2 separate regions of the Anas platyrhynchos genome follow, and region 1 is linked to region 2. A link is a contact called in public Hi-C data. All regions are on one chromosome and are shown on one strand. The core of a region is the stretch at or near the end of the contact, and the rest is flanking DNA. Distances in the headings are between cores, read along the strand shown. Region 1 holds the start of ARMC10 (armadillo repeat containing 10). Region 2 overlaps FAM185A (family with sequence similarity 185 member A).

Region 1 (2,861 bases), core at 173-2,672, 110 kb after region 2:
TTAGTTTATTAATGCCACTACTGCTATAAAGGTATTTATAACTTTTGCTTGGAAATGTAAAATACAGCTATTTTTGAAGTGCTGAATCAAGAAATACGCCATATGCATGATACATCTTATGTTCTTCTGAGCTTAAAACAAAATAAAATAAATAAATAAATAAAGAATGATCAAGAGAAGGATTCTCTTGAGAGGTACTCAGTCTGCTTGGTGTGCTGCTCCATAATTATTCTAATTGGCTCAGGATTTTTTATTAGTGTTTCCATGGAAATCCTGGCTGTAATAGCTGCTTCCAAGTGGGGTCTATTTTTGGTACCTGAAGTATCAGGATGACTCTTAAACTGTTTTTTTTTTTTTGTATTGTCGTTGTTTAAGGAAGCTGCAAAAGGGCTGCTGCAGATTTTGAACTAGACAGAGGTGAAATTGGCATAGGTAAAAAGGGAAGAAACCAAAGAAATACAGAGAATAGGGAAGAATGCTGAAGCTGGAAATACAAACTGTTTCCTCTGTAGCTCTTCGTGTTGTGACATGGTTTTACACCCTAATGTTTCATGGAAATGTATTTCCTCCTGTGTCAATACCACCAACACCCAAAACGTGGCACAATACCATTTTTGACAGGCCATAAAAAACGCAAACAGCGCGCAGCGCTCAGCAAGAAGGAAAGCACGCAGGCGCTGAGCACTTTCCTCCTGAAATCTAAAAGCATTTCCATAACCAAACCCCAAAAAATTAATCAAATCTCGGAGGGTGCCCAAGCAGCTCGGTGCTCCCTTCCCTCCGAGCTGAGGGGGAAGCTCAGGGTCCCGCTTTCCCCGGGGCCCGGCTCGGCCGCGGAGCTGAGGCAATGCCGCCGCCATTACTCGAGGCAGGCCCCGAGGTGCTGAGGGGCGCCATGGCCGCGGGCCCTGTGGGGCTGGGGGCGCCATGGCCGGGGCTGCCCCGCTCGGTGTCTGAAGTAAAAGGAGTAAAAGGAGTAAAAGGAGTAAAAGGAGTAAAAGGAGTAAAAGGAGTAAAAGGAGTAAAAGGAGTAAAAGGAGTAAAAGGAGTAAAAGGAGTAAAAGGAACGCCGGCAGGGAGAGGGGGCGGCCAGCAGCACCCCCGGGGCGCATATTTTCAAACGCGTTTATTTCTAATGCGTTGGGTGTATTTTGTTAAGACTTTATTAGGTTTGTTTTTAGTGGTCTCTGTAAATAGACGCATAGTTAAGAATAAAAATAACAGTAATAAAAAAGTGCGTTCTCCTTTTTCTCCCAAGTCTCTCGCAAAGGCTCTTCGCGGCTGCTGGGCGCCGCTAAAGCCGAAGCTGCGCTGAGGTACGGCAATGCCCGGCTCCCATCAGCTCCCTTCACCTTCTCCATCTCCCTCAGCTCCCTCCACCTCCCTCAGCCCCCTCGGCTCCCCCCGGCTGCGGGGCGGTGCCGGATGGGGCGGCTGCTTCCGCGGCCGGGGCGATGGGGGAGCGGCGGGGGGCGGCGGTGAGGGCGGCGGCGGCCGGGCTGGTGCTGGGGGCCGCCGCCTGCTACTGCCTGTGGCGGCGGGCGGCGGGAGGGGGCCGCCGGCGGGGGCCGCCCTCAGGTGAGGCGGGGAGGGGATGGCGGCAGCGCCGGGGGCTCGTCTGGGAGAGGCCCCGAGCCGCGGGGAGAAGCCGCCGTGTGTGGCGGGGTGTGGGCTTGTTATTTAAAAAAAAAAGCACAACAGCCCTCAAATATATGCATTTTTAATTCCCCTAAAGCTTATATATCCAATCGGCGTATCAACTTAACAGGTTTCTACGCAGTTGTGGTGTTGGAGCTGTGTGCCCCCATAACTCAAAGCCAAGCAAAAGCGGGCCTGAAGGAACGTGCAATGTGAAAATGCAGATAAGAACCAATTTAGTTGGTTTCCCTAGCTAGCTGTTGGGTTATCGTAATTTGCTTTGGTTTTATTTATTTATTTATTTTAAATCAAGGAATGTGATGGTGTTTGCCTGAGGAAGTGCTGGCAGCAAATATGAGAACCTGCGAAGGATTTCTTAGCTTCCAAAAGTCATTTCCAGCCATCCGTGACTAGTCCGATAGTCACAGATCGGGTCTTCAAGCAGTTCAGCTACCTAAATAGTTCTGCCTCCAACCTGGCTAATAATGGTCCTTGCTGTCATTAGTGTCACAGTTTTATGAAAGCCAGGTACTTCACAGCATCATTCAGATGGAGAAGTGGCCTTCCTTAGCCAAGCGACTGCACTCCATGAACAGCAGCATTCTTAACATTTTGGCTGTTACTTCATCAAAGAACCTCAGCTTACTGGCAAAATATCATTAGCGTAATTTCTGGAAATAGTAGTCCTCAAATCCGAAGTTTTATTCTCTTTTCCCACAGTGTTCAGACAGATCTCCGTGTTTCATTTCAGGGAACATTAGAAAAAAATTAGCATGTTTGGTGAATAATCCTTATAATTTTGAATGGGAGGTTTGCTGTTGGTTAACCAAAGAGTAATGTACACCAAGCTCTGTTTACATATTCCTTTTATTCTTTTTATCATTTCTACTTTGAAAAGAAGTAGCCATGGGATTCAGGAAAAAGGATGGGAGTCCTGCTGTGGTAAAACAGAATCTTTTTGCTATGATATGGTGGTTGGGTACAATCAAACTCAGAACAATATGTACTATAACTAAGAGCTAAGGCTCAGCTTGGTAAAAAAAAGCATTCAGTGGTAACTGTGAAATGTCTGAAACTTGGTATTAAGTATTTCATTTAATTTTTAAACAGTGACAGACAAAAGTCCTCCAGAGTCACCCCATACCATGGATGCGGATGCTCTACAGAAACTTATTCATTTGCTCCAGGCCACAGATGATCCATTAATTCAAGAGCAAGCTTTA
Region 2 (3,179 bases), core at 28-2,527:
CAGCAGCACTGGGAAGAAGCAGAAAGAGTTCTTGTAGCTCTCACTAGCCAAAGATAGAACTGAGACCAGGCTGTTAAGTTCCAGTAGTCCGGAATTGCCTCTGCAGAGTGCCATTTAGTGCTATTGCATGCCTTGTAGATTGGGCTCTGAGATTATATGGTGACTTGTGTAGAGTCAGCCGTGAGCTGTTTTTAACTTCCTGTTGAAAATTAAGTAACTCGCCATTGGATTTTCCAAAAGCTGTGAACATTACCTGCATTTCTTTGCAGTGGATGCTAGCCGTCCTTTTTGTGTACAAAGGAGCCCTGAGGCTGCTGTAGCTGAGCTATTTATTGCTATTTCTTTATGAACATTATTTCATCCCAACAAGACCTCCTAGCGTAAAGCAGAGTGGGTAATGTTTGACATGCTCTCATGCCACAGTTGGACCATCAGTACTGGCCGATTATTAGTTCCTTTGGGCCTTTTTACTAGTTAGGGGAGTTGGGATCCATCCTAAGCCACTAGCGATCACAGAAAATAAAAGAGCAGAGATAATTTACAGCCTTCTTAATGCCTGTTATATCTTCCCGTAGAGGGCTTCCACTGGAAGGATTTGGAAATTGGAATCCTTGCTTTCTACCAGTGAAAAAGATTCAGTGCTATCTAGGGGGAGTGCTTTGACCACTGTGGATTCATGCTGTTTGCAACCTACTAGCATGGTGATCATCTTTAAATTAGACTTGGTGTTGCTTAGTCGTTTGTTCCAAAGTAGTTTGTTACACCAGTGGAGTCAAGGGAGTTTGTTTCAGATCCTGTCTTAGTGGTGCTGATCAAAATATGTATGGTAGAAAAATCATGAGATGTAGATGTACATGACAATGAGAAATGTAACGGTTTTGCTTTGAAATTTTAGAATCATTCAATTGTTGTTTTTTGTGGGTTTTTTTTTGGTGGTGTGTTTTTTTTCAGGCATGCTGTCCTTCTGAAGCAATAAAACTTCATGCAGATTAATCTGAAGTGCTTCTTTGTGATTATCAATATTTATACAGTATGTAGTACTGCTAGAAGCTAGTCTTATGGTTGCAAAACTGTAGGAATTCAAAGTGAGTAATTTTAACAGGAATTTGCAGCTATGGAACAGTTCTGGCTCACATTACTGCTCATTAGAAAAAAATGTGTAGTTAGAAAGGATAGTGTGAGACTTCTTTTCTCAATTGGCCACTTCTGTTAATCATCAGTTTGCCTTACATCTCCCCTGTGTGACCACCTGAGGTGTTTCTTCCATCAGATGTAGTCATCATTATGTAGTTATGGCTCTGTCAGCATTTCCAGCCCCCTCCTGGAGGTGGGGAAGGGAAGGATGTGGTAGAAGACACTAAAAATGTAGAAAATATTTTAAGGGTGTGAAAATGGAGAAGGTATTAGTAAAATGGTTGAACAGAATAACACACAGAAAAACAAAGCCAAGAAAAATAGAATGTGTGGAAGGAGTTGTTTTTGTCTTATTTAAACATAGCAAGGTGTTAGTTTTCATCTGGAAAGTACGGTCAGGTGTGAAATCAAGTCTGATTTGTGATGATGGACTGATCCTTTTTTTTTCTTTAAAGCATAAGAGTCTGCGGGAGCTTGAGCATGTGGTCAGAAACTGTAACTCCCAAGGCTTTACTCTGAAGGGAGGGAGTTTTCCCAGAAAAGCTGGTGACTTGACGGACAAAAATAATCAAATCTGTTTGACTGGGGAGTCATTAGCTAATCTGTGCCACAGGGACTTTTCTATATCACTTATTTAACAGAGCCAAACATCTATGTTCTGCCAAAAAAATCATAAAAGTTAAATAATTTGAGATTGAAAACATATTTCGTCTCAGCAGAAGAGCAACCCTATTTTTTCCTGCTTCCCCATCTAGAATATATTTTAGTCTTTTACTTGAGCAGTCTGACTCCTTAACTTGGGTTGTTCTGAAACAAATATCTATTATACTGGTAGTGGTTTTTATAGTCATTAGCTGACTCAATATTTCTTTTTATTGTGTACTGCGATGAATTTTCTTCTTCCTGCTGTGCATTTTTAAGAAAGGTACTTGTGTCTGGTAAATAAGATAAGTTGATCAGTGAGCTTGTTTTTAATAAGATGTCTCACTAGGTATTTATCTTAAATATTAATATAGTCAAAACCATAACATAGTAATAGATGTAGCTTTTTGCTTCAGGCTTTCATTTTCCTGCTCAAGAATGCCACTAGGCAGGCATTTTGTACCCAAACTGTATAGAATGTATATTTTTTTCCTTAAATCATGGCTAGCTCTTACTTTTGTCATGCTGATAGCAACAATAGCACTGCTTAAGTTGGCAGGGTGCACTGCAGGTTGCTTAAATACCTTCAGAAAAGGCTTAGATTATAGAGTCTAGAATGACAGTGGCTTTTATTTGTTGCCTTGGGTATATGCCACAGCAGTTTTACACTTTGTCAGAGTCAATGCTGGTGACTGAGGGAGTAGCAGAGTATTTGGTGTGAAACATTTCTAGGGCGGATGCAATCTAAATTTATGTTTTTTTTAAGGTCTCTGCTTGTTAGAATTTCATTAGAGATGTCAAAAATACAGAAAAAAATGAATTACTGTCACTTTCAGGAGCAACAGGTTGCTGTAGTTTCAAGTTGTTCTTTCCTAATATCATTGGTTTTGTTTAGTGTTGATGCTTAGGTTCTGTAGAATTATTTTGAGCAGCAGCATCTACAAGGATTGTAGGCATTGGTTGTTACATCTATAATTCTAGCACAGCATTTCCGATAACCAGATTTTCTTAAATATTAACAAAATATTTTACGTTATTTGAGAACTACTATGTATTCATTGTATCACATCAAAAGTCTTGAGGCAAGGGTCCCTTCTGTAACCTTTACTTAAGGTGTAAAGCTTAGTAAGTATGGATTGGTGAGGTCACAGTATAATTTGGCTACAATACAGTTGATGTCAAATGAGCCTCTTTAGCTAATCTTTTGCAACACATTTTTGCATGGAATCTGCAAGACTGGGTGCTGTTTGTCAGAATACCTCTTATATCATCCAGAACATGTTCTTGTATGTAGCATAACACTGGAAGGGGCAGCAGACTTAATTTTTGCATTAACTTTTTTCCCCACAGAATGACAATGTTAAAATAACAAAATGGATGTCAGTTGACATACGGTAGTTTGA

The links. Hi-C and Micro-C count contacts between places; a contact is called where the count stands out from the background.
Region 1: a Hi-C map of F1 follicle shows a contact between it and region 2, with 3 times the contacts expected there. The contact joins the promoter of ARMC10 here to the enhancer-like site in region 2. A contact is called at or near these places in 3 of 8 Hi-C or Micro-C datasets (F1 follicle, liver and subcutaneous adipose tissue).

Annotation. Positions count from the first base shown.
Region 1 is chr1:13,199,602-13,202,462 of IASCAAS_PekinDuck_T2T, forward strand. It overlaps ARMC10 (armadillo repeat containing 10), which reads left to right and starts at 1,423. Exons shown (of 6, transcript XM_027459555.3): 1 at 1,423-1,578; 2 at 2,749-2,861. The coding sequence starts at 1,455.
Region 2 is chr1:13,092,869-13,096,047 of IASCAAS_PekinDuck_T2T, forward strand. The region is part of intron 3 of FAM185A (family with sequence similarity 185 member A); the gene reads left to right. Among named protein-coding and RNA genes, the nearest start is that of FAM185A, 23 kb to the left of the region's middle. Within about 2 kb of position 1,278, at least 2 of the 8 cell types and tissues checked have an H3K27ac peak or open chromatin away from gene starts, as enhancers often do. A contact at or near this core is called in subcutaneous adipose tissue, where this site is marked.